4 separate regions of the Mus musculus genome follow, and regions 1, 2 and 3 are each linked to region 4. The links are chromatin contacts, called in public Hi-C and HiChIP or PLAC-seq maps. All regions are on one chromosome and are shown on one strand. The core of a region is the stretch at or near the end of the contact, and the rest is flanking DNA. Distances in the headings are between cores, read along the strand shown. Region 1 has its middle 21 kb from the start of Gcm1. Region 2 overlaps 5730403I07Rik (RIKEN cDNA 5730403I07 gene). Region 3 overlaps Cilk1 (ciliogenesis associated kinase 1). Region 4 holds the start of Gclc (glutamate-cysteine ligase, catalytic subunit).

The links. Hi-C and Micro-C count contacts between places; a contact is called where the count stands out from the background. HiChIP or PLAC-seq counts read pairs in DNA pulled down with a chosen protein or histone mark.
Region 1: an H3K4me3 HiChIP or PLAC-seq map of bone marrow-derived macrophages shows a contact between it and region 4, with 3 times the contacts expected there. The contact joins the enhancer-like site here to the promoter of Gclc in region 4. A contact is called at or near these places in 2 of 39 promoter capture datasets (hippocampal neurons and neutrophils), 6 of 115 datasets of contacts at active chromatin or transcription factors (bone marrow-derived dendritic cells, bone marrow-derived macrophages, effector CD8 T cells and 2 more) and 2 of 9 other capture datasets (adipose tissue and liver).
Region 2: a contact with region 4 is called in a Hi-C map of olfactory sensory neurons, with 4 times the contacts expected there. The contact joins the enhancer-like site here to the promoter of Gclc in region 4. A contact is called at or near these places in 1 of 39 promoter capture datasets (pre-B cells), 2 of 484 Hi-C or Micro-C datasets (cardiomyocytes and olfactory sensory neurons) and 2 of 115 datasets of contacts at active chromatin or transcription factors (the 230-238 cell line and embryonic stem cells).
Region 3: a contact with region 4 is called in an H3K27ac HiChIP or PLAC-seq map of embryonic stem cells, with 2.0 times the contacts expected there. The contact joins the enhancer-like site here to the promoter of Gclc in region 4. A contact is called at or near these places in 2 of 39 promoter capture datasets (embryonic stem cells and macrophages), 4 of 484 Hi-C or Micro-C datasets (erythroblasts, muscle stem cells and natural killer cells), 7 of 115 datasets of contacts at active chromatin or transcription factors (craniofacial prominence, embryonic forebrain, embryonic midbrain and 4 more) and 4 of 9 other capture datasets (adipose tissue, liver, macrophages and 1 more).

The regions. Positions count from the first base shown.
Region 1 is chr9:78,069,509-78,076,982 of GRCm38.p6, reverse strand. No RefSeq gene overlaps it. Among named protein-coding and RNA genes, the nearest start is that of Gcm1, 21 kb to the right of the region's middle. Within about 2 kb of position 3,077, at least 27 of the 459 cell types and tissues checked have an H3K27ac peak or open chromatin away from gene starts, as enhancers often do. A contact at or near this core is called in bone marrow-derived macrophages, effector CD8 T cells and memory CD8 T cells, where this site is marked.
Region 2 is chr9:77,381,798-77,389,319 of GRCm38.p6, reverse strand. It overlaps 5730403I07Rik (RIKEN cDNA 5730403I07 gene), which reads left to right. Exons shown (of 4, transcript NR_040378.1): 2 at 290-368; 3 at 5,105-5,197. Among named protein-coding and RNA genes, the nearest start is that of 5730403I07Rik, 14 kb to the left of the region's middle. Within about 2 kb of position 3,764, at least 10 of the 459 cell types and tissues checked have an H3K27ac peak or open chromatin away from gene starts, as enhancers often do. A contact at or near this core is called in olfactory sensory neurons, where this site is marked.
Region 3 is chr9:78,118,753-78,125,481 of GRCm38.p6, reverse strand. All of the region lies in intron 1 of Cilk1 (ciliogenesis associated kinase 1), which reads right to left. Among named protein-coding and RNA genes, the nearest start is that of Cilk1, 8.9 kb to the right of the region's middle. Within about 2 kb of position 3,876, at least 33 of the 459 cell types and tissues checked have an H3K27ac peak or open chromatin away from gene starts, as enhancers often do. A contact at or near this core is called in embryonic stem cells and pancreatic cancer cells, where this site is marked.
Region 4 is chr9:77,752,379-77,759,165 of GRCm38.p6, reverse strand. It overlaps Gclc (glutamate-cysteine ligase, catalytic subunit), which reads right to left and starts at 4,631. Exons shown (of 16, transcript NM_010295.2): 1 at 4,207-4,631. The coding sequence starts at 4,356.

The DNA of each region.
Region 1 (7,474 bases), core at 1,828-4,327, 320 kb before region 4:
CTGTGACTTTGTGTTCACAGTAGGTCTACCCATGAATACTCACTGCTGTTGCAGGAGGTGGCTAGGAGATAATCTAATGTCCTTCCCAGAAGTTATACAGGGGGAAATAACATGTCAACCCTATTACATCCAGTCTAGTCCCACCCAAACATTACAAATACTCGTGACTGAAAGAAGAAAGATGACCTAAACCATTAAGGAAAAAAAAATTCAAACAACTCTCTGACTTTTGATGTGAAAATCCCAGATAAAAACCATACATGACATGAAAACCAAGATAGTGTGTCTCCTCCAAGGTCTACCGATCCTGGAGTCCATGACCCAGTGAGAGTGACAGACACGAAATCCTGGACAGAAACCTCAGAGGAATGAGAAGTATGTTCAAAGAAATGAATGGATGCCTGAATGAAATGAAGTCAATTCAGAGTATGAAGATGGAATTTAGGGAAGAGATGGAGACCCTGACGTAGGACTGTGACATGACTCAGCAGGCGAAGACCCTTGCCAGGAAGCCTGACGGCTGACTTTGGTTCCCAGAACCTACATGGTGGAAGGAGAAGACTGACCCCTGCAAGTTATCATCGGAGCTCCCCAAGTACTTGACGGCATCAACATGCACACATATGACTCTGCATAAACAAGTAAATAAATTGTAAAATAAATAAATATTGGGGAAAATCACATTGAAATGATGCTGGAGACGATGATGGCAGTAAGTCAAGGAAAAATCTCAGTGGAAAGTCTTTGTTGACCCAACATCCATCGTTTTACATCAAAAGATGCCTGACCTTGGGGCCTTGGAAAAACATGAGCAGGTCAAACTCAAAAGCATCAGGTGCAAGAATAACTAAGACAGGGAAGAAATGAAGAAATAGAAACAATAAGACAACCACAAAGCCAATGAAATAAAATTGGTTCATGGAGCGATAAACAAGACTGATAAAACTCAGCCAAACCAGGGCTGGAGAGATGACTCAGCGGTTAAGAGCACTGATTGCTCTTCCAGAGGTCCTGAGTTCAATCCCCAGCAACCACATGGTAGCTCACAACCATCTGTAATGGGATCCAAGGCACTCTTCTGGCGTGTCCAAAGATGGCTACAGTATACTCACATGCATGAAATAAATAGAAAAATGTTTAAAAAAAACAAACAAACAAATCTCAGCCAAACTGATCAAAAGAGAGAAGATCCAAATAAATAAATTTAGACTTTAAAAGATAGGAATTACAACAATAAAAATGAAGTTCATATAATCATGAGGAGGATATACCTTAAAACTTATCGTCCACTAAGCCAGGAGATTGGTGACTTTCTCGGTGCATATAATCTACTAAAGTTAAACCAGGATGAGATAAAAAAAAAATTAAACAAACATCAAAATTGAAGCAAAATAAATCCAAGTCTAGGTGGATTCACTATAATCCTCGAAGAAGAATTAACCCTGACCCTCCTCACACCTATCCATAAAATAGAAAAAGAAGGAACACCTCCAAATGTATTTTGCAAAGCTGGCATTACCATGAAAAACCAGAGGCATGATCTGTAACTGACCACGCCTGTGGTGGCGGACACAGGAGAGCAGGGATTCTGGGAGGGTGATAATGATTAATAATAATAATAATATAATGATAGCAACAACAACAATAATCTCCAAGGAATTAAAAGTCAGTCTTGTTGGTTCTTAAAGGAAGTGACATCTTCAGTAAGTGTAGAAAATTGCCCAGATCTCTATGACAGACTTTACTTCAGAATAATAAATAAATAAATAAATAAATAAATAAATAAATAAGAAGGGCCCAGACTTTCCTCCCTAATGAAGCCTAATGAAAACCTGCTTGTACTAACCTATTCTTTCCCATTCAGAAGCTTATCACAGTAGATCTTAATTGTTTGATTAATTAGAGTCAGAAGTGAAATTGTGCCAGGCACAGTAGGAAGAGATTAAGTAGATGGTGGAGTGGTGGAACAGAAGGAAGAGCGAATAGGAGGTGGAGAAACAGAAGACGAGGAAAAAGAGCTGAGTAGTTTATGTGCTGTGAAGAGAGACAGAATTGGAAACAACAGCAGAATATCAGAAGAGTCCAGGTGGGAATCCAGTATTGATATAGCATACTAGAAGCCAGGGGCCTCGAAACAGACCAATGACTCATTGCAATGAACATTTGCAAGTAAAGATGTGTGGACAAAAGGGAATACCGTGTGACATACTGTGACACACTACAGCTTCCACAAGATTTTTTTTTCTTTTGTGGGGGAGGTTACAAGGGCAGAAGGCAGACGTGATGATGGGACAGGAAAATGAGTAGGATTGGGGTTCATGATGTGAAATTCACAAATAATCAATAAAACATTAAAAAAGATTTATCCACAGGCCTTTGTTAAGACCTAATTAGGTATACCTTTTAAATTATAGGTTTTTTTTTAAAGATTTATTTATTTATTTATTATATGTAAGTACACTGTAGCTGTCTTTAGACACACCAGAAGAGGGTGTCAGATCTCATTACGGATGGTTGTGAGCCACCATGTGGTTTCTGGGATTTGAACTCAGGACCTTCGGAAGAGCAGTCAGTGCTCTTAACCGCTGAGCCATCTCTCCAGTCCTTAAATTATGTTTCTAAAATGAAAAATAATTAAATCACTTTCCATTTCCCTTTCCTCTCTTCAACACCTCCCTCCACTGCGCCTTTACTCTCCATTTGGTAGCCTCTTTCTCTTTGACTATTATTGTTACATACATATCTTTGTGGTGTGTGTGTGTGTGTGTGTGTGTGTGTGCGCGCGCGCGCGGTTGAACAGCCTGTTGATCCTGGAAACAAGCCTCCACAGCTGATTCATCACAAAGCCGACCACTGCCTGCACTCAGCCCCTTCTGCAAACAGAGCTGAGAAAATTGGACACACACCCGCAGAAGACAAAAACCTAACCCTTGCCTCTCATCCTTGCAAAATTTAAGCCTAAAAGTAAGGATTCAAACTCTGAAATTTCTAGAAGGAAGTGCTGGGGGAGATTCTTCAAGATAGTCCTACGTTCAGTGACTTCCTGGGTGAAACCCGCAAAAGCCCAGGAAACAGAAGCGTAAAAATGACAGTATTAAATGAAACCAAAAAGCTCTGAATGGCCCAGAAAACAGGAGTGATGGTGTGATCTTCACACCAGGAGGAAATGGTTGCAGGCTATTCGTTTGACAGGGAGTTAATATACAGAAAATGCACAGCACTCAAAAAAAATGTTAAAAATAAGCAAGTGATCTATAATGTTTAAAAGAGGAAATCAGCTGGGTGGTGGTGGCCTACGCCTTTAATCCTAGCACTTGGGAAGCAGAGGCAGGTGGATTTCTGAGTTTGAGGCCAGCCTGGTCTACAAAGTGAGTTCCAGGACTGCACAGAGAAACCCTGTCTTGAAAAACAACAACAATAACAAAAAAAAAAAAAAAACCAAACCAAAAAAAAAAAAAAAGAGGAAATCAAGGGGCTGGAGAGATGGCTCAGTGGTTAAGAGCTGTCTGCTCTCCCAGAGGGCTCAGTTCAATTCCCAAGGCCCACAAGGCAGCTCACAACTCTCTGTAAGTCCACTTCCAGAGCATCTGACACCCTCACACAGACATACTCGTGTGTAAAACACCAATGCGCATTTAAAAACAAGCAAACCAACCCTGTAACAAAAGAAGAAATAGAAATGGCCTAAAATATATGAATTTTCTCACTATGAATATGCATCGCAGAAGTGCAGTGAGATACCACCTCGCATCAGTTTGAAAGGCTGTCTTCAGAGTCCGTCATGGGGACATTTATCTGTAATCCTCAGTTTAGGAGGCTGAGATAGGAGGTTCACAAGTTTGAGGCCAGCCTGGGCTCTCTAGTGAGACACTGTTTAAAATCAACTAATCCCATCATTAAATGCAAAAGGAGATGGGGGAAAGGAACTCAAGATGAACTGCTGACTGCAAGTAAGTACAGCACAAGAGAGAGCAATACGCAAGCTCCTCACGGTTCTGGCTACATTCTGTCGCTGGGATAAAACGCTGACTGAGGGCAACTAAAAGGAGGAGAGCATCTGTCTCATCTGTCACTTTCAGGTCACAGTCCATCTCTGGGAGAAGTCAGGGCCAGAAATCAAAGGCCGAACCCAATAGCAAGACTGATTGCTATCCTAGGGTACATTACCTCTGACTGGGGAACTCACAGCCAAGGCAGTACATCAGAAACCATGGAGGAAGGGTCCCTGTGGCTCCCTCACATGCTTAACTAGGTTTCTTACGCAACCCAGGCAGGATGACCTGTCTGGGGAATGGTACTGCTCACAGTGGGCTGAGACCTCCTACATCAATTGACAATCAAGACCAACCTTCACAGACACACACTCAGACCATCCTCAAGTGAGATTCCCTCCCAGGTAATGCGAAGTTGACAGTCAAAGCTAACCAGGACACTCATAAAACTGAGGCAGGTCTATTTAGTGGGTCTGGATCCAAAGAAGATCACGTCAGCATTGCGGAAATTATGACAGGGATGTCTTTGAGGCACTATTACTAAGTATACTCTTACCACAGCCACAGTCCATGAGCTACATCGGCACTTCTCAAACCCCATGCCTCCATTCTAAGAGTTCCTTAACTAACGGATGGTTATTACTAAAGAAGAAAAATGAAAATCAATTACACCCAGCTGAGGACTCTGCAAGCTAGCTACAATAACAAAGATACACAATAGTGGCAGGAACATAATGAGAGTAACCAACCACTCCATCATATGAAACCCATACCTGGCACTAATATTGAGGCAAGAACCTATGGATAAGCAAGCCATAAGCCCTAGGGGAAAACTTACTATAATTTTTGCTGCTCCCTGATCAATGAATATACTATTAAATTGTCTCAAAATGACTTATCTTTATACTCATTGATCAGTGTATCAGTCAACTGTCACCTGAGAAACTTCTATTTGCAGTAGATGGTGACTAACCTGGGAACCCACAACTGGCCAAGGTTCAGAGAACAAAGGACTACAGAGTTCTAAGCCCTAAAGAGAACATATATCTCCCACCCCATGATCATTGTGGAAGAAGGAAAGACCTAAGAGCCAGAAACCGCAGATGACTAGACAGAAATATCTTGTGGGCACAGCAGGCAGTTGTATATGAACTCACAGTGCTTACGGCAATGTGCAGAAACCCTGTGCAGGCTCCTGCCACCACAAATGCCATCGTGGAGAGGGGATGTGGTCACAGTCCTGCCCCTCGCCATGGACCAGATGACATTTGTTGGGTACTGGGAAAACTAGCAGTTTTCTCTAAGAGAGCAAGCAGCCTCTTATAAGCTGACTGTGCTACAGTGGAAGACTACACATCCAAGAATATTGGGGCAGCACAAATTGGCCTTGAAGGGTGTGAGAGAAAAAGAGGACAGTATCGGGCATGTAGGCCAGTGGGGGTGGAACTGAGAAGCGTCGGGTGGCTGGATATAATTGAAACAATTGTGTAAAATTTAAAACTCTCAAATAATTGGTAAAAAGTTTAATAAAAAGGAAAGGGAGGGATGGGATGCAGGCTGTTGTATGACATTTCCAAGATATTTGTAAGTTGACTTCATGTTAAAAGAAAAGCAAAGATCATCAGGGGTCTAACTGGCCGGCCACGCTTCCATCTTTGATATATAGTTTCAATCAGAACTGTGAGATTGCATTCTCGGTTCTGGCTGGTTTTACACTGACTTATTGGTGCATTTTTACCTCTAGCTTATCCTCTGGGTCCTCTGCTTAGGCAGGAGGTACAGTTTCCTCTGGGCATCTGCCCATTCCTCACCTTTGCTCTGTCGGCACAGACACACCCCCTCTCTGCTCTCTCTTTTGTAGCATCTCTGCGCTACTGGACAGCACGGTATCGTCTAGAAGCATGCAGCTCACCTCTGCTTACTCTCTACCATTCCCTGGCAGGAAGCACCTGTTGGAAACCCCACAGAGAAGCTGTACATGCTAGCTCATATTTCATTTCCCTCCTACTGAATTATAAATATATTATCCACAGAGGCCCCTCCTGTCTCCCCACTATTACTAACACCAATTCCCAAGCTAGCGGCAGTTAGGCTCCACACGTGTGTCGTAACTTTTCTTTCTTTTAGGTTTTGCCTTTTAAGGAGTAAATGTGGGCCGGGAAATTCAGCAGGCTGAAACGGAATCCTTGGCTCACTATGATCAGAACAAAACCCTTTATCTCTCTGCAGCCCCAGCCTCTGCTCTGAGCCTGTGAGTTATGTCTGGGCACACCCTTCACCCTGCTGGGACACTAGCCCTACTGACCAATAGTGTATTGGTTGGTTGTGTGTGTCAACTTGACACAAGCTGGGGTTATCACAGAGAAAGGAGCATCCCTTAAGGAAATGCCTCCATGAGATCCGGCTGTAAGGCATTTTCTCAATTAGTGATAGGGGAGGCAACTTGGGGGGGGGGGGGTTCATTGCAGGTGGTGTCATCCCTGGGCTGGTAGTCCTGGGTTCTGTAAGAAAGCAAGCTGAGCAAGCCAGGGGAAGCAAGCCAGTAACATCCCTTCATGGCCTCTGTATCAGCTTCTGCTTTCTGACCTGCTTGAGTTCCAGTCCTGACTTCCTTTGGTGATGAACAGCAATGTGGAAGTGTAAGCTGAATAAACCCTTTCCTCCCCAACTTGCTTCTTGGTCATGATGTTTGTGCACGAATAGAAACCCTGATTAAGACAAGTAGGGAGAAGCCAGGATCACCTCTAAACAAGACAAGATGCCTTGAAGAAGTGGCACCTGGCTTTGGAAACCCAAATCATCCTGCTATCACCATTGCAAATGGTCAGGATGCAGGGAAAGCACCATGACCAAAATCATGGGGAGGAAAGGGCTTATTTGGCTTATGTTTCTTGAATCACAGTCAATTGAGGGAAGTCAAGGCAAGAATTCAAACTGAGCAGGAGTTGATGCAGAAGCCATGGAGGAGTGTTGTTTACTGGTTTGCTCTCGTTATGGCTTGCTCAGCCTGCTTTCACATAGAACCCAGAATCCCCAGCCCAGGGTAGCACTGTCCACAATGGGCTGGGATCAATCAGTAATTATGAGCATGTTCTACAGGCTTGCCTACAGCCCATCTGATGCTCACACTTTCTCAACTGAGGATCCTCTTCCCAGACAACTCTACAACTCTAGCTTGTTGATATAAAATTAATCAGCACAGAAGCGTTATCCTATTCAGGGTAAAAGATGAAACTGAGACCCAGGTCTGTGTGTGTGTGTCTGTGTGTTTGTCTATATGTGTGTGTATGTCTCTGTATATGTCTGTTTGTGTGTGTGTGTGTTATGTCTCTCTGTGTGTCTGTATGTATCTTTGTGTGTCTTTCTGTGTGTCTGTCTATATATCTCGTGTATATATCTCTGCATGGATCTATGTGTTTCTCTTTGTATCTGTGTGTGTGTGTCTCTGTGTGTCTTTGTGTGTGTGTCTGAATGCATCTATG
Region 2 (7,522 bases), core at 2,515-5,014, 370 kb after region 4:
TTTTTAACCCCTGACTTTTACCACAAGGTCCGGTGGCATATACTCATTCTCCAAGTTATGCGGTGTGGACATCTAAAAAGTAACGCCGATGCAATGATCCCACGTAGTCCTTGCTGATTCTTGTCACAGGAAGAAATCAAACACCAGCGAAGTCCATGAGTCAGCAAATATGCAGTGACCCAGCCTGGGTCCAGTGTCTCCTCAGCTGGGTGGTTTTCTGTTCTTCCCTTTGACGTTGTATGTGAAATGTGGGTGGAAAGTTCTGACAAGATGTTTTTGTCTTTTTAAGGGTCCCTCGCTGAAACATCAAGTTGCTCAAAGGAAAGTAAGAAATGCCTGGCTTACCTGGAAGAGGCATGCCACCAGAGGTATGACTGAGGGCGAGGTCTAGTGTTTAAACACTGATTAGCGTCTCAGCATTACCCGAGGCTGGGTCATGAGCTGCGGCTTTGATTTACCATTCTCTCTGGAATGAGACCTTTCCAGGAGCTTGTAAGATCGCCTAAATTATGTGTAAATGAGGTAAAACTGTCTGTCTTAAAAGCCACTCTCTTTTTAAAAAGTAGGCATGAGTCTCAAGCTGTACAGTATCAGAGCGTTTAATCGCCTTTTCTAGAATGTTCTGAGTACTTTAAAAGTGAAGAGCAATACTAACTTGAATACGATCTGACTCCCGAAGGTTCTTGGATGAGCACACATACACAGTTTTAAAGAAAACAAATTAGACATTCTGCGCAAGTCATACATGAAGCCTACTATCCCGTTAGGTAAGAAATGGTGAGGGGATGGAGAGAAAACAGGCTCAGATGCCATTTGCCTAGCTGTGAAGGTCCGCTTGGGTGGGAGCCCATGTCCTTCAGCTACATCTTTCTATTTGAGATGTCTCAGCAGCTTCAGTGATATTCTCTTGTTCACGGATGGAAGGGCCGAGGCTGTACCTTTACCTGGCACTGCTCATGTGGTGCCCAGGCTGCATGCGTGTTGGTCCTTACCATCATGCCTAGATGTGTTTGTGTATAGCCAGCGCCACACATTTGCTGCTGATGTCATTCAATGCTCTGAGTTCTGAAGAGGTTTTTTTCTTCCTTTGTGTCCGTCCATACACCAGCTACTGAAAGTAGATCAAAGCCAAACAAAAAGTTAACCACAAATACCAGACAGTAGTGTACTAAAAACTGTGTCATCTGGGAAATGTTTCTCAATATCCAGAGGCAGAGCAGTATGGCCAGGAGGAACTTATTCCGAGAGCCAGAGCATCTATCTAATTTAGAGTCTGCCTGTGACTTAAGTTTTTATTGTTGTCAGGTTCTGTAAAAAGGGCAAACAACACCTGACCTAACTCTGCCTAGGGATGTTAGAAAGCCCACAGGAGCCCATGGAAGAGAGCAACTAAGGGACAGGTTGAGCACCCAAAGCCAGCGGCTAAGCTTCCGGCTACCACAGCCTACAGAGTCTTCACACTTTCTCTTCTGAGAGAAACTGGTTTTTGCTTATTTACAGAGGGTGCATCCATAACCCACAGATGACAGGTCTTCCCAGAGAAAATCTAACAGCACTGGCAATTTTGAAGAGATTTTAAAGCATGTATTTAACCTTCATTAGTGTGAAGAGATGCCAGACCTACCTCCAGAGCGGCTCTGTGCAGTACAGGAGCCTCTGGCCACATGTAGTTACTGTGCACTGGGAATGGGGCACCAATTGTGGTATGCTAGACAGATAGCACACATCTTGGATTTTGAAAGCAATGTAAAAGTCCAAGGATTGAGTTGTTAATACTTTGATTTAACTGCGTTGGGATGATGGTATTTTAGACACACTGACTGGATTACACATAGAAAGATAGTTTACTTGGTTATTTTTACTTTTGGAATGGCTACCAGAGAATTTAAAGGTCCACATGGGACATGCATGTATGGCTCATGTTATCTTTCTGTTGGAGAGCTATTAGTTAGGATTTAGATAGACGCGGGGAAGTCACACAGGGAGAGCACTGCATGCTGGGGCCAGTGCTTTAGGGGCGGTGCCTGTGAACCGGGCTGCTGGCAAGTAGGTGGCCCTACCAGGGATCAAAGAATTGGGACAGGGGATAGGTCTTAGAGAAAGAATACAAGCTGGAAGGAAAGGTTGGTCAGGAAGACGGAAGTTAGCCTAAGCACAGAAGGAAGATTAGGGATTTACAGAGGAACCTGCCTGCAATACAAAGAAAAGGGTGGGGGGGAAGAGGGCAGAGACACCCGGAAGGCACAGATAGTTTGTCTTGATAGAGGTCAAGTTTTGTGAAGCCCACCTAGAATGTTATCATATTACTTGAATAACAAGCCTATTTTACTTACAAAGAATGCTTTAATGTTAGGCATGTATTATCTCAAGGTCCCAACAGATGGCACTGTGTTCCAGGATTGAGAAAAAGGCAAATTGTTGGTTTAGTGATGCTTAAAATTTCAAAATATAACTGCTGTCCTCTCTCTCTCTCTCTCTCTCTCTCTCTCTTTCTCTCTCTCTCTCCCTCCCTTCCCTCCCTTCTTCCCTCCCTCCCTCCCTCCCTCCCTCCCTCCCCCTCCCTCTTACACACACACACACACACACACACACACACACACACACACACACACACACAGAGTTTAGACTGGTTCTTGGACTTCAGAGGGCGGGTTCTTAGGTAAAGACTTCATAATTATCATCTAGAGAAGGACAACTCATGGTAATTATATTCGTACAATATGTTAAATCACTTGGTTAGCCATGTACAGTATAGTATGAATAAGGAAACTTGGCTAGGAACTAATAATTTCTGTAATGGCTGTGACCTTCTATAACCGGTTGGGCTTCAGTCTTGCTACCTTTGAGGTAGTCTCTGGGTTGGTACACTAACATTTCAGGCAGCTGGAGAGAACTAAGAGGATGTCATCTCAGCACAACTTAAATTATAGTGGAAAGTACAATTTAAAGTTTTCTTCTGAAGACGGCACCAAGTTCCACCCTTAGTCTAGAAGCTACTGGAAAGGGGAAAAAAATCAGGTTTCTTTTTCCAATGGAGTGACATTGGGTATATCAGTCACATGCTAGGGCAGGTTCCATGGTCAGGAGTAATTGGTCAACACAAATCAAACCCCATGTTTTGTTTAACTTTTTAAAGGGGGAACGATATGATAAAAAATACATTGCATGAAATTCTTAAAGAAAAAAATAAAAACATAAAAAATAAACAAAGTTCTCCTCTTTCTCATCACGGGGCTGGCGTTTAGCTCTGTAGTGGGCATTGGGCCCCGTCTTGCACTTGTGTCCCATCTTTTCCAGCCCAAGACTCTTAGGTATTCTGTTTTGATAGAGAAAGGCAGCAAGAAGCCTGCGCCTTCCCTAACTAGTGCTGGGTGTATACTCTTCAAGGGCTCCTGCTGATTTTCAGAGCCCTAACTGGTTATAGAAGTTTCGCATGTGGCGGCCAGAAACAGGCAGACTGAGTGACTCTGGAAGCCTTCCAAGGCCTCCCTCATACCCCAGCGCTCCATCAGGAATCTGGCTCCTCCCCTTGCTCTACGAAGACCTCTGAGGTTCCGGTCCTTAGAGGCTTGCTGGTTCTTTTGGCCCAGGTCTGCCATCTTGGGTCATAAACGAGCTCGAAGCCGGGGCCATGCTTCCCTCCTTGCTGTGCATGTGACTCAAGGAAACCCAGCATCCCTCCGGAGCCACGGGCACAGGCTTCGTGCTCATAGCCGCTTCTCTTCAGTTGAGTTTGCGCCTCTCCTGGGAGACAAGCAGCTGTAGAGCTGCGAGAGAAATGCCCTCCCCTTAGCTTCCACCAGAACGAACGGAGGAGAGGTGGGAAGATACTAGCCTCGCTCTGTGGCTCTGGTTTACGTCCAGTCACAGCCTCCTTCGTAAAGAGCATCCTCTAAATACCTAAGCACTGCAGTCTTTATACAGCAGATACTTTGTAACAGGCAAGGGCAAAGACAAGACAAGCACAGGTTACTGTTTGATCGCTACTGGGCAAGATATGGTTGGAATGAGATACTTTGATCCCAGGCTCTGTTTTCTATGTATGGTGTGTGTGAGAGAGAGAGAGAGAGAGAGAGAGAGAGGGAGGGAGGGAGGGAGGGAGGGAGGGAGGGAGGGAGGGAGGGAGAGAGGGAGAGAGAGAGAGAGAGAGAGAGAGAGAGAGAGAGAGAGAGAGAGAGAGAGAGAGGAGAAATGCTGGGTTCTTACTGCAGGCAACAGATCCAGGTGGTGGTGGTGGGGAAGTTTTAGTAAATCCAATACCTGCTTGGCACCCATAGCTCTTTTGGAGTCTATAGCTTCCTTGAGAACATGAAGCATCGTTATTCTTGCTTAGTTTTGTTCCTATGGTATACTCACAGAAGTGAAGTTAGGCCCGCAGACTCTCTAAAAGGCACTCTTCCTGGGGGTTCTTTCAAAGACTGCTTGCAGCTAGCTACATTTCAAAGTCCAAAACCTGTGACCACGTGTCACGAGGTACCCTTAAACCCAAGAGGCGGCTCTGCTGCTTTGGCTCTTGTCTTTCCTCAGCGCCCACTTTTCTTGGGTAGATTGCTTGATTTGTTAATTTTATACGAGAGACGCTTTGAATGTCTATGAAAGCTCAGGGCAGACCTTAGGAAGTCAGGAAAGCAGGTATCTCAGCAAGGCTGTCGAAGTGCTCCTTGTCTCAACCCAAACCAGGATAAAGAACAACAGGTCAGGTAAAGAAGATGACGAAGGGTAATGATCCCCTGTCCAAGTCCCCTCCATGAATCACCGTGTTAGCCAAGACAGTGATGGGCTGCTCCCACCAGTCTCGGTGGAGAACGATTCCCGTTCCCTCTGGCTCTTTGCAGGAGCTAGAGGAGGAACAACGTTTACAGGCATGGGAGGTAGGGCATCACAGAGCAAGCCAATCCCCCTGGATTCCACCCTTCTGTGCTTCTTCACGGAGTCAGGAGGAAGCCAACACCTCCAGAGTTTTAAGGGTTGGAATTTTGTGACAGGCAGTGGAATTAAGATCATACAGATGGTTTTATTTTATTTTATTTTATTTTATTTACCAGCTCAACCCTGAGAGTGATGAAACAAGTGTGGTCCTGATGAATTTGTCCTTCTCTTGCAGGAAAGCGATCCCTCAAAGACAAGCTCATCTGACTGTGCCCATGACTCAACTTCAAAGGCTGCCTCCCTCCAGTCAGTGAAGCCTGCAATCACAGTGAGTTAGCCCCACGTCAGACGTGGATAGCTCTTGGTTGGACTGCTGCTGTATTTCAGCAATACTTTCGCACCATTTCTGTCTGTAACCCTTTACACAGGTCAGAGTAAGTAAATGGAAAGAGATATACTTCTATTTTGTTTTGTTTTACTTTTGACACAGGGTCTTGCTATAAGTTAGCCCAGGCTGGCCTGCAACTCAAGATCCTCTTGCTACAGCCTCCCAAGGGCTGGGGTCTCATGTGTGTTTTTGGTAAAGTCTGTATTACCTTGATAACAATAAAGCTACTTCCTTCTCTTGCTACAACCGAGCCACTGGGAAGATCAGATTGTTTAATTTTTCCAAACCACCACATTAGGGTCCAGCCCAGTGATTTCCCTTGCGCTGAAGCGAAATTCATTTGTAGGTTAGTCGTAAGTGACTACAGTGCACAGCAGGATTTCTGCTGAGATCTGTAAAGCCTGGTATGGGACATCTGCCTTTTCATAGCTCTGTGTTGGTGACATGTGAGCCGTGTGATGTTTACCATGTCACTGGACCAGAGTCGGTGAGTTCTACTGTCCTGTGATTGATTCATAGCAATGAATTATCACTATTTTACTGGCTTTACTTAGGATAAAAATGCATCAATCCTACTATTAGTGGCATTTGTAAACTTGGGGCCCACTGCCCTCAGAGTCAACCTACCTGCCAGGCAACACATGCCATCTTAAACCTTTGTTTTATTTAATTTTTTTTTACATTGCAGCATATTCCTTATTGTATTTCTATGCCCTGCAAATATTTTGGAGGTGTGGAAGAGATAAGATGCCTATATTAAGGAAAACCTTTATGAACTGTTTATATATTAAATAATTTAAATGTGTTATCTGTTACCATAACATTCACACAGAAATATACGAAATCATAGTTTTTAAACAGGATGAAGCAAGCAAACAAACAAACATGAAACAAAACAGAATGCATTTATGTGGGAGTCCCTGTAGACACTGTGGCTGGTGACAGGGATACAGCAGCAAAGGGGTGAGAACAAAAACTGGGTTCAGCTGGACCCCGTCTGCCTGGCTGGATCAATGCCAGGCAATTTACTTTAAGCCTATATAAACAGTATGATTTGGGGGCGGGGGGAAAGTTTCCAGGCAACAATCACTCCAATTCCAGGTGCACTGTAAAGCTTAAGTTGTGACTTCACAGAAACTCTTTTGTAAAGTGTATGTGACTGTGATGGTGGATTCTATAGTTTAAAGGCCTAGGATCTGGCCTGGTCTCTGACCAAGACAGCATGCAGATTAGCAGGCTATAAAACACGAGTGGCTTCTCCCCAAGGATGGGCTCTATTAAGTGGGAGGTAAAGATAAAGGTCTAGGGAGGGGGAGTCTGGGATAGGCATTCTGGCAGATTTACAGGGGGTCTGGCTCCACAGATAGCAAAGGTCACCAGGTCATTAAGAGCATCCCCTCTCAGCTCTCTGGGTAGAAAGCAGGAATTTTATTTCTTCCATGGAGGTGACAACCCTGAATGTTTAGCATTCCTGGTTCCCTGGTGCTTATCTGTGCACACAGGACCTTGTGCCTTCTACGAGTCTAGCATAAAATCCTTTCTTCATGCGAATCTCGAGGTATAGAGGGACATAGTCAGAACTGAGCCACCTTATGGTGCTGTGGAAATGAAAGCAAAGCCAACATCATACTGGGATGAGCTTTCAGAGTTACTTAACAAGGTTATACACACACACAGACAGACAGACACACAGACAGACAGACAGACACACACACACAGACACACAGACACAGACACAGACACACACACACACACACACCCATACAGTGAAGGGTTGTCTGGGGACACACTGAAAGCTTTGGCAGCTATATGTAGAAGCAATTTTATTTGATCACTTTCTGGCAGCTCCTGTATGGAAGCCCACTTTTTTCCCCCTTTTTTTCTTTTTCCTTTTTTTTCTTTTCCTTTCTTTCTTTCTTTCTTTCTTTCTTTCTTTCTTTCTTTCTTTCTTTCTTTCTTTCTTTCTTTCTTTCTTTCTTTCTTTCTTTCTTTCTTTCTTTCTTTCTTTCTTTCTTTCTTCCTTCCTTCCTTCCTTCCTTCCTTCCTTCCTTCCTTCCTTCCTTTCTTTCTTTGAGCTGAAGGTCTTACTTTATTTTTTCCACAGTTTTCTTTCATGGCAATTTGAAGCCAACCCGCAAACAACCTGCTCAAATGTGAAATGAATAGGATAGTCTGTAAATTAGCACTGAGAGCCGCTGAGGAAACTTACCTGGTATGTCTAATAGTCCTAGTTTCTTGGAGACTTGGATCCTTTCTCCTCCCTTG
Region 3 (6,729 bases), core at 2,627-5,126, 370 kb before region 4:
AATCAACCAACCAACCAACCAACCAACTAACTAACCAACTAACCAAAACCCGCAAAACCAACCCTAAAACAAAACAACCATTGAGCCCACAGTACATGCTTACTAGGAAATTACAGATAGCTCTACAAGTTCGACTTTCCTCCTCAAGGCAGTACATTAGTGGAGCCTTATTTAGAAACATAATATTCAGAGCAAGTGGATGTACTTCAAGATTTCATGGCATTTCATTCACAGAAAACACAACAGGAATGGAGTCTGCTGGACTGTGCAACATGGCAATACTAGGCGCAAACCAAGCTGAGCTGTCTGTCTAGATGACAAACACTGAGAGACGTTAAAGAACACAGTGAGGCCCTCCATGAGAGCACAGGATGCTGGAGGTGAAGGAGGTTGGGGAGCCACAGGATTTTCCAAGTCTGCAAAGTGATATTAGAGAAAAGATCAGGCTCCCTCTGGACGGACAGCTCCTGAGATTAGGACCACTCAGCTCAGGGAGCCATTTTCTTCTCCACAATTGTTTTCCACACTGAAAAAATAAAGTGGGGTTAGTCAGGTTAGCACCAGGCAGGAGGTCAACCAAAAATCAACTCTAAGCATACTCAAGCAAGAAGAGGTTGGATATGTTTGGGATCAGTACTACTCAGTTATTACTTTTGTGGTCCAAACATGATGGATTCTTGTCCTCAGTTGAAAGCAGAGAAGGGATGCTCCGTTGCTCTGGGACACAGCAGGGTGATGGACAGTGCCAAGAAGAAGAAAGGATGCTTCTGCCGGTGCCATCGAGCCCACTCCACAGTTAGCAACATTAGCTAACAGATTCTGATTGGATTCAGACCAGCACATTCGGGCCTTGAAGCCACCTGCTCTAGCCTAGGCATACATTAGAGCCCGGCAAAGACAAAGTGCTTCCTACTAAGAACTATTTAGAGATGGGGCTACAGCACCAGCACACGGTACCGAAAGGGAAGTGAGTGGGTGAGGGCAGAGGAGGGCTGTAAGGGGGAGTAAGACGGGTGACAGGGAAGCAGCCTGAGTTTCTGTCTTGAGCATGGTTGTGTAAAGCTGCACTAGTGAGAGCACACAGGGCCCTCTGTAACTGGGAGGCATCAACTACAAAGGCAAGACTCTCATCTGTTAGGATAAACTGAAAGACGTAGGCTCAGCCCTGTCTACCATTAGCAGGACTGCCGGACATTCCCTGAACACATCGGCCTTTGGTTTCTCGCTGAATGACCTAACACTAGACTCACTATCCCATCAAGGAGAGCTAAAAGCAACCCAGATACAGCGGCTGAAGGTTATACTGACAGGCAGGTGACAAACTGTCTTTCATTAGCAGCATAGGTACTGGGGAACAATGTTTGGCACAAACACCTGAAGAGGAGAAATGATATATTTTAGTTCATAGTTTCAGATGTTTCAACCCACGGTTGGCTGGCTTGGCTGTTTTTGGACTGTGGGAAGGCAGAACACTGTGACCCAAAAAAGATGTGTTGTCAGGCTTGTCCAACCTCTGACACTGTGAAACCATAGTGCGTACGAAGCTCACACGCAACAAACGCACAATCATGTTACAGAAAAACAAAACATAAAAATATCTCCTAAGGTTTTAAGTTTATGATTTACGTTGGGATGTATTTGCCCTTATCCTCTGTCGTGTATCCTTTAGCCAGAGGGTGAGCACGCCCGTTGAGAGCAAAGCTACACTCACAGCTGTCAGGAAGTAGAAAGAGACACAAGGGGCCTGGGACAAGATATGTCCTAGAGGACACACCCTCGGTGGTCTACTTCCTCCAACTAGGACCAACCCTCCAGAGGTCCCTGTCATCATCCAATGCTGCTATCAATCAGGAATCCACTGGTTAGGTCAGAGCCTGCAGGATCCAGCCAGCACTCAATGGTTATATCTGCCAGCTGGGAACCAAGAACTCAGCCATGAGCCGCTTTATCTCTAAGCCATACAGTCATAAAGACTGAGCAGGCTATAGTCACAGACGTGTACAAGAGGTCACTGTGTACTTGCCTGAAGTTCACTTTGTGCCTGCTTCCACTCTGTGTTTCCATTTTGAAAGAGCGCACGCTATAAATACAACATAAGGTCACCATAAGAAATACCCAAAATTTACTCTGGTGTCACTCAGAGATGTCTGGAGAACTAGTTGGCCAAAACAGAGGCTTCCCCTCTTTGCCCCAGAGTATCTCTATGTGTAGTTTCTCTTGGGCTTTTAAGATCCCTGTATTGGGGCTAAGAATGTAGCTCCATGGGTAGAGTGCTTTCCAAGCTTGGCTCAGTCCCCAGTACTGTGTCAACTGAGTACCGTGGTCCTTGCCTGTAATCCTGTCACTACTAACATGAGGCAGGAGGAGCTGACACTCAAGGTCATCCTTGGCCACAAGTTTGACACTAGCCTGAAATACATGAGACTGTGTTTCAAAACAACCAGAAGTAGCCACAAAACTACTTAGTATCTAACCGTATGGAGTCCAGGTTCCAATTCAAGTCTCTTGCTCCTCTCTATCACATTTACCCATGATTCACTGGGACTTCAGTCTAACAGCAGAGAGCAGCTTCAGATCACTGAGTTCCTTACAATTTGGTCAAAAGGCCAACTAATATCTTTTTCTACAGTTGTGAGGTTATCCACATTTGTGTATCCACATTTGTGATGCATAATACAGGTGGATATTGCATGTCCGTGGGGGAAGGCTCCAAGTTAAGAACTGCCTCCTCTTTCCTAGGTCAACTCACACACCCGTCTCAGACGTCTGTCCGGTGCCGTGGACAGACACAGCGAAGGATCCCTGCTCACGGTATCCTCACAGCCCATTCTCACCTGTGCAGCCCTGCTGGATGGTGAGTGACCCAGTGGACAGTTCTCTACAGGGATGCAGCCCACACCTCTCTGTTCTGTGTGCCTTTCTGCACACAGCAGGTTCTCAAAGGCTGGCCCAAATGTGAAGTTTAGACCTCGCTATTTATTTTCTGTACCTCCTTGGGTACAGAAAAACTCTCAGCGTGTCTCTTTCTTCAAGGACAAAACAAAGATCAGGATCTCATTTGAGCTCTCTGGAAGCAGTCTGAAGTTCTGAAGCAGCAGAAGAGTGGACACCGCAGAGCCTCCAGTCACAGGGAGGCCCCTCCATGCTGTTCCAGGAGCCTTTAGTGTTTGGGCAATGCTCTATCTAAACAGAAAGAGGCTTTCTTTCAAAGAGTTCTGGCAAATGTTTGAAATGTTACTGTTTTCCTAGCGAGGTGACGCTGGTGAAGACCTTCCTGTGCCCTGCCCCAGTTCCCTCTCCCCAGTTTCACAGGACATCTGCTCATGAGCAGGCACTCCCGTCAGGCACCCTGTTCATTCACAGCCCAGAAAACAGGCCGGGGACAGCGGAACTGCAGTCCATTCTTTATTTTGGAACCTTGATGGTCAAGGAATCAATGTCACATTTACACACACACACACACACACACACACACACACCTTCTCACAGCACTTCTGAAAATTAGGCTTCTAATGACTTTCTGAATCCGAGTTCAAATGTGTAACAAACTTAAGAGAGTAACTTAACACTGCGATTTCTTTATAAGCTGCCTAAAAATAGCAAATGTCTCTCATATCTCTCTCTCTAGGAATTCTTCCCCTGTATACACTTTAGCGAACAAATCTTACAAGCATTTGGTCTCTTGGACAACTTGGTTTTCCTGAATTAGGAACAGCAGCTAGGAGCCCAGAAGACCCTTCTCTACAGAGAATCTGGCTTGGCTGTAGCACCAAAAAGGAGCGCATTGAATATGCCTTCAGCCACTGCACTGAGGGCACAGAGAGGAGGAAATCTTCTACGCCCAGGAACTGTTTCCTGATCTCCACCTTGGCATTATTGACTGTTCTCATTGCTGAGACAACGCCCCACTAAAGCAACAAAAGCAATCCTTAAGGAAGGAAGTGTTCCTTTAGACTCGGGAAAGTCACAACGAGGACGGAAGGAGGTGGCTGGTCACATGGCATCTGCAGTGGGAGGCAGGGAGAGGTGAGTGGCAGGAATCGGAGTCTTTTCTCATTTTTACTGGGTCCCAGACCCCAGCCTTGGGATGGAACCGCCCACATCCAGGTTGGGTCTTCCCTGATAAGTTTTTCAGGAAACACAGACACATCTGGTGTTACGGTTCCATGATAATTCTAAACCTTGTCAGGTTGGAATTACAACATGTTTAATTTAGGAATGACCATAACTCAGTTTACCATGCTTCACTAAAATGCACTAAGGATAAAACAGCGGCTTAGTAGAAGAATAAAAACAGAACAGGGCTCAGTAAACCTTTTCTGCAGAAGAGACAATAAACACTTGAGGCTCCAGGGGCTGCACAGCTCCGTTACAACTGCTCACCTTTGCACCTGTCAGGGGGGTCACATAAACAAATGGCACGGACTTACAGCTTCATTCAGAAAAACTACAGTTTCCTAGCTCCAAACAGGAAATCCCTGAGTAAATGGAAACACTCTCCATACAACTTGTCTTACAAGGCCACACTTATAAAAGTATAGTTATCCATCCCCACACTCTGAGGGCAGAGGTTTTAATACACTCGTGACTGCGGTCTTAGCGTTAAGAATCTGGCAGTCAGAGGGACACAGAATAGCTATCACAAAGACGTGTCGCTGAGCACTTTACAGATCTGTGAGGTGTCATTCTGATTGTAGGTGATGTCCCTGAATCAGTGAGCTCCTCCCGTGACCATTCTTCCCAGCCTCCTTCTGGCAAAACTGGTCAACCATATTAGGACTTGGCACAAAAAGATGGGTCCCTCTAAAATGTTCGCAGTAATTTTGAGAAACACGTATATCTCAAAAGATCTTGTTTTCCTTCGGTTTCATCTGAAATCATTCTCTGATAAACTTACTTATAAAGAAAGTCTGAGAGGACAAAAGCATTAACTATCACTTTTATGAACTACGAGTCTAGGAAGAAGCATGCTGCTTTGGCATATTTGTGTATAGATGGTATTTGTATACACTATAAACATAGACTACAGCTTACAGGCGCAGTTAGAGGGTAATTCCATCGAGTGTTTTTATTATGTCTGCATTTCAACTACAATCTATTACAGAATCAGGTATGAAAGTCATAAAAGTCCAATTGTGCGTGTCCCATTTTTGATCCACCTTGGATTTTGATATTTTGGTTAGAGAGAGTACTGTCAAGTACGTAACTGTAAATCTTCATCTTAGTTCTGGAAAACTGCATGTTTACTATGTTTTCTTTTAAGTTTTAGATTTAATTACTTTATGCATATGACTGTTTCAACTGCAGGTATATGCATATGCATGCTTGGTGAAGACCAGAAGAGAGTTATTTTGTGTGCATGGATAGAGGCATTCCATGGAGTATGTTATGTGTAGAGGTCAGAGGATAACTGTAGGGAGTTGGTCTCTCCTTCTACTATGCAGATCCCAGGGAATCATATATTTCTTCATCATATTAAAAATATTTTATATGCATGAGTGTTTTGCCTGCATATATATCTGTGTGTCATGTGTGTACTGTGCCCATGAAGGATATGGTTATATCCTGAATATGCTATACCTATGTTATATAAAACTACTTATGAAAATATTCATTCAAAAAATGTGTGTTTCAGTTGGGTATGGTAATCACAGTACTTAAGAGGTAGAGGCAGGAGCATCACTATGAACTTGAGGCTAGCCTAGGCAACATGAAAAATACCAGGACCAACACAGATTAGAGAATGAGACTGTCTCAAAATAATAATAATAATAAAAATGTAAAAGGTGTGTTTCTCACATACCCCCAGTTATCACCAGCCTTAAGTGGCCACAAATGTCTTCCACCATAGGGGAAAGAATTGAATGAAATATGAAGCACTACATGGCCATTTCATCTTAAAAACTGAGGATGCCAAGCTGAACATCTAGGAGAATATTTAAAGTATGGAAATATATACCTGAATGCTAACTAGTATAGATTTAAGTGCTATGTTCAGTTGGATCTCAATTCCAACTGTAACAGCAAGTGATGGACCGGCCTGCCTCCATCTTGGGCTTGAAAGCCATCTCATAATAAAGACAAACAAACTAGGTTCATTCCTGTTTATGATTAAATCTTTTTCTCAAACATTGGGCTATGCCCCACCTGTAACCATAACTACAAATCGTTCTGTACTGTCTGTTCCAAGAACCAGCTACCGTGTCCTTTTTTCAGAAGTTACCATGCCCACCTTGCCACCTTGCCTTGGTTTTAGGAGGTTGTTATGACTGCCTTGCTATGTGCTGCTTCTGTAACCCCACCTGTTGGCTTGCTGAATCCCTCATTTGGGAAATTCCCTCCCCTGAGCTATAAAAACCCTTATCTTGTCATGTTCAATGCCAACCTCTTGAATCCCACCTCAGGGATAGGCAGTTCATGTACAAGGAAAGCTTGCTTTAATTAAATTAATTTGGCCATGATGACTTGGGTGGGTGGTCTTTCTCTTCCCATCTTTGGGATCAACACACGGAAACTGGAAATTCTTCTTTCTGTGTGTAAACTTGAAGATCATCCAACACCACACCTTTGCAGAAGAGGTCAGAGACCCCACTAACAAGCATCAAGACTTTATCATCTTCAGAGTAGCATACTTTTAAATGTGAAAATGTAAACAGGGCTGGAGAGATGGCTCAGTGGTTAAGAGCACGGACTGCTCTTCCAAAGGTCCTGAGTTCAAATCCCAGCAAC
Region 4 (6,787 bases), core at 3,382-5,881:
TCTGAGAACGAACTACTCTATCTGGTTAAAAACATCTCAAAATATTTGCTTTCTTTTTCCTGCATTTAAAACTTTTTGTTTAAATTTCTATTAACACATACTAATTATTTTTCAAGGTCTCATCTTTACCACATCTGAGGCTGAGATGAAGAAAGAAGACACAAATAGGGCTTAGATAGGCTATGCTCACTCTGATGGTGTGGCGCCAACTACAGCAATAACTGAGAATCTCTACATAGGAGCGGGGAATTAGCTGGTCTTGTGAGAGGTCTCTGTAGGTGAGTAGTTTTAGGATGTAACACTCACACTCAGACCAGAGGAAGGCTTTGCCGTTCTGAGCCCGACTGGTATGGGAAAGGACTTGCCAATGTCCCCTGAGCCTGAGGCTTTGGTCCTCATTCCCTCACAGCTTTATTCACTCCCGCACGTCTTGACGTCGTCCATACATCTGTTTTTTGCGGTATGTCCTGACAGCTCCGTGGCCTGCATACTGTAAGTGCTGTAAAAGGGGATTTGGGAGCATGCCAAGCATTGCAAATATCTAAAACTTTAGAATCAGGTTTCAATTCTGCTACTAAATAACTGAAAAGGCTTGGCCAAGCTGACAGCAATTTTTTTTTCTTTTTAAGTAGTAGCTACACTACAGGATAGTGGAGATTAAACCAAGGGTCTTATGCATGCTAGAAAAGAACTCTCTAACTGAATTATGTCCCTAGCTTTGCATCAGTATTTTATTTGTCTGTTTGTGACAGGGTCTCTCAATGTAGCCCTGGCTGTCCTGGAACTTACTACATAGTCCAGGCTGGCCTCGAACTCAGAGATCCAACTGCTTCTGGAAAGGTGTGTGCCACCATGCCCAGCTTCCTCCAACAGTATTTTAAAATACAAACACTGAGCTATAAACAAAACCTGTACCCGAAGACTCCTCCTTTCCCACATCATCCTCATCGGGGAAGAAGAAGAATTCTGGTTCTTTGGGTTAGAACTTCCATTACCCAAAGAACCATCACAGTAAACGGTGCCCAGAGTTAGGAGCTATCATACTAACAGTGAAATAGGCATGTGGAGAAAACAAAAACAAAAAACAAAAACCCAAGCAAACAAACAATCCTATCCAAACCGTCCACACTCAAACTGTAAAAGCTGTAACTGGGTTCGAGTCCCAACAGTGAGTCTGGCAAGCAGCAAACATGGTTCTTTCTGGTGTGGAGATTTAAACACTGTCCTCATACAAGGAGCAGAATATTTCTGAAGTGGCAGGCTCTCTTCCAAACATAGCTATGACCAGTTTTAAGGCTTGGCTGTAGCTCTTTTTGTTTTTTACCAATCAAGTCTATGTCCCCCATAGATACAATGTCGACCTTCCTAATGCTGAGACCCTTTAATACAGTTTTCATGTTTTGGTGACCCCCACCATAAAATTATTTTCATGCTACTTAATAACTGTAATTTTGCTACTGTTATGAATCTTAATATAAACACCTGATATGCAGGATATCTGATATGTGACCCTCCCATTGTATTTGGTACTGTGCCTATCCAGTGCAACACACCACATCTAAAACACTTCTCCCCGGCAGAGCTAGCCTCATCTCCAGGGCCCACACCACCCACCACACCTTCTCCCTCTTATCTACTTAGTCTGTCTCTCAGTTACTCTCTTCAGACATCTCTGTGTGACAGTAAGTTCCCACTGTGCACAGGGACTTGTGATAACTTCTGCTCTTGTACATAAGGCTGACATCATCTTCTGGGCATGAGACTGCCAGAAGAAATATAAAAGTACCACAAGAGAGGCTAGGTGTGTGTACTCCAAAAGTCATGAAGCCCCTGGAGGGGAGAGACCAAGGCTTCACTGAAGTGTCGTTCAGGAGCACCAGAACGGTGGGGGCTTCTCCTTACCATCTAGGAACTTCTCACAGTTCTAATCCTTCCAGTGTCAGGCTATTTCAAAGGAAACGTCCAACACTGGAAGGTTGGGGGGGGGGGGGAATCAGTTCATAGATTTTTTTTTTTCTTCTCATATGTTTACATTTTTTTCCATTTTTTATTAGGTATTTAGCTCATTTACATTTCCAATGCTATACCAAAGGTCCCCCATACCCACCCACCCCCACTCCCCTACCCACCCACTCCCCCTTTTTGGCCCTGGCTTTCCCCTGTACTGGGGCATATAAAGTTTGCAAGTCCAATGGGCCTCTCTTTCCAGTGATGGCCGACAGTTCATAGATTTCTATGTAACTTATGACAAGAATATTTGCAAAAAGAAATTTGGAAATGCAATATCAGCAGGCGCTAAGTTTTCAAGGGATATTGCTGATGTCATCTAATGTAGGAACAGTGCTAGCCAGGCAACTTACTGTCGGAGGATTACCTGTGGAGTCCAACTTCTCTACAGACCTGCCTAGCATGCTCTGTTCAGGAAGTCTTAACTGTCAGGCAATGATGGTGTACACCTTTAAGCCCAGCACTCAGGAGGCAGAAGCAGGCGGATCTCTGCGTGAGTCTGTGGCCAGCCTGGTCTACACAGTGAGTTTCAGAACAGTCAGGACTACACAGAGAAACCCTGTCTTTAAAAACAGTGTTAATTGGTTGAAATGCTGGGCCCAACATTCTCCCCCTATACAGACAGAATACAAGTGCACAAGATTGCCTGGCTTCTTCAGTCTCCTTGATAAGGATTGTGGGGAGGAAGGTAAACTTGGTACCGACTCTATTCACCAGATCCCGTCACGATGGAAATGTGTGGTACACCTGAGGTCCTGCTCTGCTGTTCCTCTCACACCACTCACTTTACTCGTCTGCCATGGGAAGTCTCTCCAAACAGGCAGTTAGTTGTACATGCTCTTCCTGCCAACAGGGGGAGCGTTTTTTTTTTTTTTTTCTAAAACAGAAAGAAGGATCTGGATCCGGGAGGTTCCTGGTTAGTAGAGAAAAGGCAAGGGGCATGGTGAACCACTGTGCTTCGACTGCACTGAACATCTGCGGATGAAGTTCAACTCCAAATGGTTATAAAGACATTCATTTGTTTTTATTTTTGTCTTTATGGAGTCCTAGCAAGACAGCGAAAAGTAAATTTTTGATTGCTCAACAGTGGCTGGTTCCATGAGAACCTTAAAGGACGCCACAATTTGCTGCTGCCAACTATATATATTTCCTAGTTAGGCCCTAGGAAAAACAAGTGGATAAAACCCATAATATCCCTGCCCTGTATATGATACACGGAACACAAATGAAGAACTGTCAAATGTAAATACACAACAAACTTTGGACTAAAACTGGAGAACTGCCAAACGAGTGTGTCCCTTTCCTGAAAGAAAATGTGGTGATAGACAATTTTTTTTGTAGGAATATATATTAGTCCTAATACTTCCTTAGGCCAAGCATAATTCTTTCAGCTGCAGATGGCAGAATCATCTACCAACATTAGATACAGAAAAACTAACTTTTCGCAAGCTAGTCTATGCCGGTACAGCAACACTTTGAAACTTAGCCCAAGGATAATACTAAACGATAAATACATACAGGAGTGGCACGCTATCTGCCGTAAATGCCAACCCCACACAATAAAGGTCAGACTCAAGAGGTTATTTAACTTTATGTATCTTTTTATCAATGTGCTTATTTAAAAATAGGGGATGCACACACAAAAAAATGTTTTTAGCGTTGCCGCTTTCAGATGGTTCGAACAAATGGGTCCCAGAGATCATGCACAAGTTTTAGCATTGACTGGTAACGCTTAGCTGCTGGCTCTAACCAGTCTTACCTAACCTCTAAGTTGTAAGCATTTACAGTTAAACCGGATAATGAAGTCTCCCGTCTTTTAGGAAGACAACCCCAAGTCCTTAGGTCTAGCAATGTATTTGTTGCAATGTATAACTCTAAAGTTTGCGGACAGATGTGAGATGTGTCAGGCGTTTAAGAAAAAGAGCTAGAGAAAACCGAGGGCCGAAGCAAACACCCTGGAGATTTGAAACGTGATAGCAAGCCAGCCGGGCAAGTCGGTCCTGTACACACTCATCTCCAAGGCGAACAGTGCGACCGGACGCCGGGAGGCAGATATTCACACTCCTCCCGCTCAGGCCCTCCCTGTGTCCGAGCGGCTTGCCTCCCGACAGGAATGAATGAGCCCGAGTGGCCAGCGCCGAGCCCGGGCCGGTGGCGGGGCCGCGGGCGGCCTGGCCGAACAAAGGCGCGCGGGCTCACCTCGTCACCCCACTTGAGCACGTCCTTGTGCCGGTCCTTGACTGCGTGGTAGATGTGCAGGAACTGGAGGATGCCGTGCCTCCGCACGTGGTCGGCGTGGCGCTGGGTCTCTTCCCAGCTCAGTGGCGAGCCTTGGGACAGCAGCCCCATGGCCGCGTCCTCCTCCCGGCCGCAGCTCCGCTCTGGGGGCGCCCTCGGGCCGCGCGGCGGGCGTCCCGTCCGTTCCCGCTCCGGCTCGGACCCCGCCGCGCGGTTGACAGCCCGGGTCGGGGTCTCTCGCCGCCGCCCGGTCTCGCGCTCCCACGCCGGCCCTGCGGCCCTGGCCGCCGCGGCAGCGCTCCACTCGGCGCCGCCGGTGTCGTGCACGGGCTTCCTACTTGCGACCCAAAGCTGCGGCGACACAGAGCATGCCCAGTTCCGCGCCTGCCGCTCCGTGCGCCGCGCTCCAGATTTTATAGGCTGCGGCGGGGGCGGGGAACGAAGCGGCAGGTCGTGGGTGGGGCCTGGGGCGGGGGCGGGGCTGAGGCCGAGGGTGTCCGCGGGGGGGCGGGGCTGTCTGCGAATAAGGACTGAAAAGTCTGGGTCCTAAGAGAAAACTGGGTCAAAAAAAAAAAAAAAAAAAAAAAAAAAAAGGGAGGGGGGGAGAGGGAGAGAGAGAGAGAGAGAGAGCTGAAATATCTGAATATCTGTTCAACTCTGTACTGGTAGAAAGGGTATAAAGTTAAGAGTAATCCTTTTTTTTTTTTTCTTTTTTCTTCTTGGTTTTTCAAGACAGGGTTTCTCTGTGTAGCCCTGGCTGTCCTGGACTGGCTTTGCTGGACTCGAACTCATAGAGATCCTCCTGCCTCCCATGTGCTGGGATCAATTATGTGCACTACCACGCCTGGCTGAGTAATACTGTGTGAGTGTGTGTGCGTGTGTGTGTATGTGTGGTTTTTCGAGACAGGGTTTCTCTGTGTAGCCCTGGCTGTCCTGGAACTCACTCTGTAGTCCAGGCTGGCCTTGAACTCAGAAATCTGCCTGCCTCTGTCTCCCAAGTGTTGGGATTAAAGGCATGTGCCACCACTGCCTGGCTGAGTAATACTTTTTAATAAATGTTGTACGACTCCACATGGCATGGATATGCATAGAGTTGATTGCTGGTTATTTACATGCGTCCATGTATGGGCAGGGATTAGATATATGTATATCATCATTGTAAACCCTGTACGTTAACTATTTGCCAATGGGATCTCTGGTCGGCACAGAGATCACTCACTGTGCAAAAGAGGTCTTGTCTTGTCTTGTCTCCAAGTGTGCAGTGTGAGAAGTTTCTTCAGAAGTTTCCCCACCTTCAGAACCGAAGGTCCATCCAGCGGTGGTCATTCTATTGCTCAGGAGAGCTTTACCCTGAGTGCGGAAGGCTCTGGGAACTGGATTCCGTGGGAACGAAGGGAAGGTACCTTGCCCGAATAGTTATTCGATTAATGTTTTGCAACTGTATAAATATATGCAGTAACTAGATGATCCATTCATGTACAGAGGGCAGAAAACATTTATTACACCCTCCCCCCCCCCACACACACATTGTAACTACATTTTCAACATGTAGTTACTTAGAGACAAGATCTCACTAGATAGCCCAACCTGGCCTTGAACTCCAGGCAGCCATCGTGCCTCAGCCTCCTGAGTGTTGGGATTAGAGGCATGGACTTCCACATTTGCTTTAGATTTAATAGTTAATGAACACTCATCACAACATTCAATGAACACTAATCGATGAATGCATGATAGGAATATTTCCTCATTGAATGAGGCCATCAAAGAGCTTGGGGCCACAGATACTGAAAGTGTGGCTGTGATTTGCACAGTGGAATGCATTTAAGTATGTGCACAGGTTAGATGGCATCTAAAACTGAGGAGACATGATGCTGTCTCTCTCTCGCACATAGCTGGAATAATATTCTTTTAAAAAACCATTCTAACACCACCACCACTCAATCTTCACTACTTACTGCCCACTACCTTATTGTGTCCTCCCCACCATCCTTGCTAGGTTGTTAACTATGTTCTGATCCACCATTCTTTCTTCTTTTCTGGGTGCTGCAGATTCTCCAGCTGATACACTCCTTTGAGTCCTGACTACTCTGTGTTGTGCCTGAATTTGTATCACTATATATGTTGGATACTGGCTTTCCTTAGAGTACCGGTGATGTCTGTGTGTTTGTGTGTGTGTGTGTGTGTGTGTGTGTGTGCGCCCGCGCACGTCTGTGTGTGTATTTTGTACTTCTAGGGAACTGTTCAATATAGACTAGTGTTTAATAAGCCTAGGTTCTCTGTGAGCAGAACAGGTATTGGGAGATGGGGAGAGAAGCTGTTTTACCTGCATGTAAAGTACCCCAAAGAAGATTTGGTTATTCTCAAAGTCTCACCTCACATTTTCATACACCTGCATGACTCAGCAGGACAGCTGCCAGCCTCAAGTGATTATTGAGCATTTGGAATCCTACTGACATGACATAAGAAGTGAACTTTTAGTTGTAGTAAGCTTAATTTTGGGGGGCTGGAGAGATGGCTCAGCGGTTAAGAGCACTGACTGCTT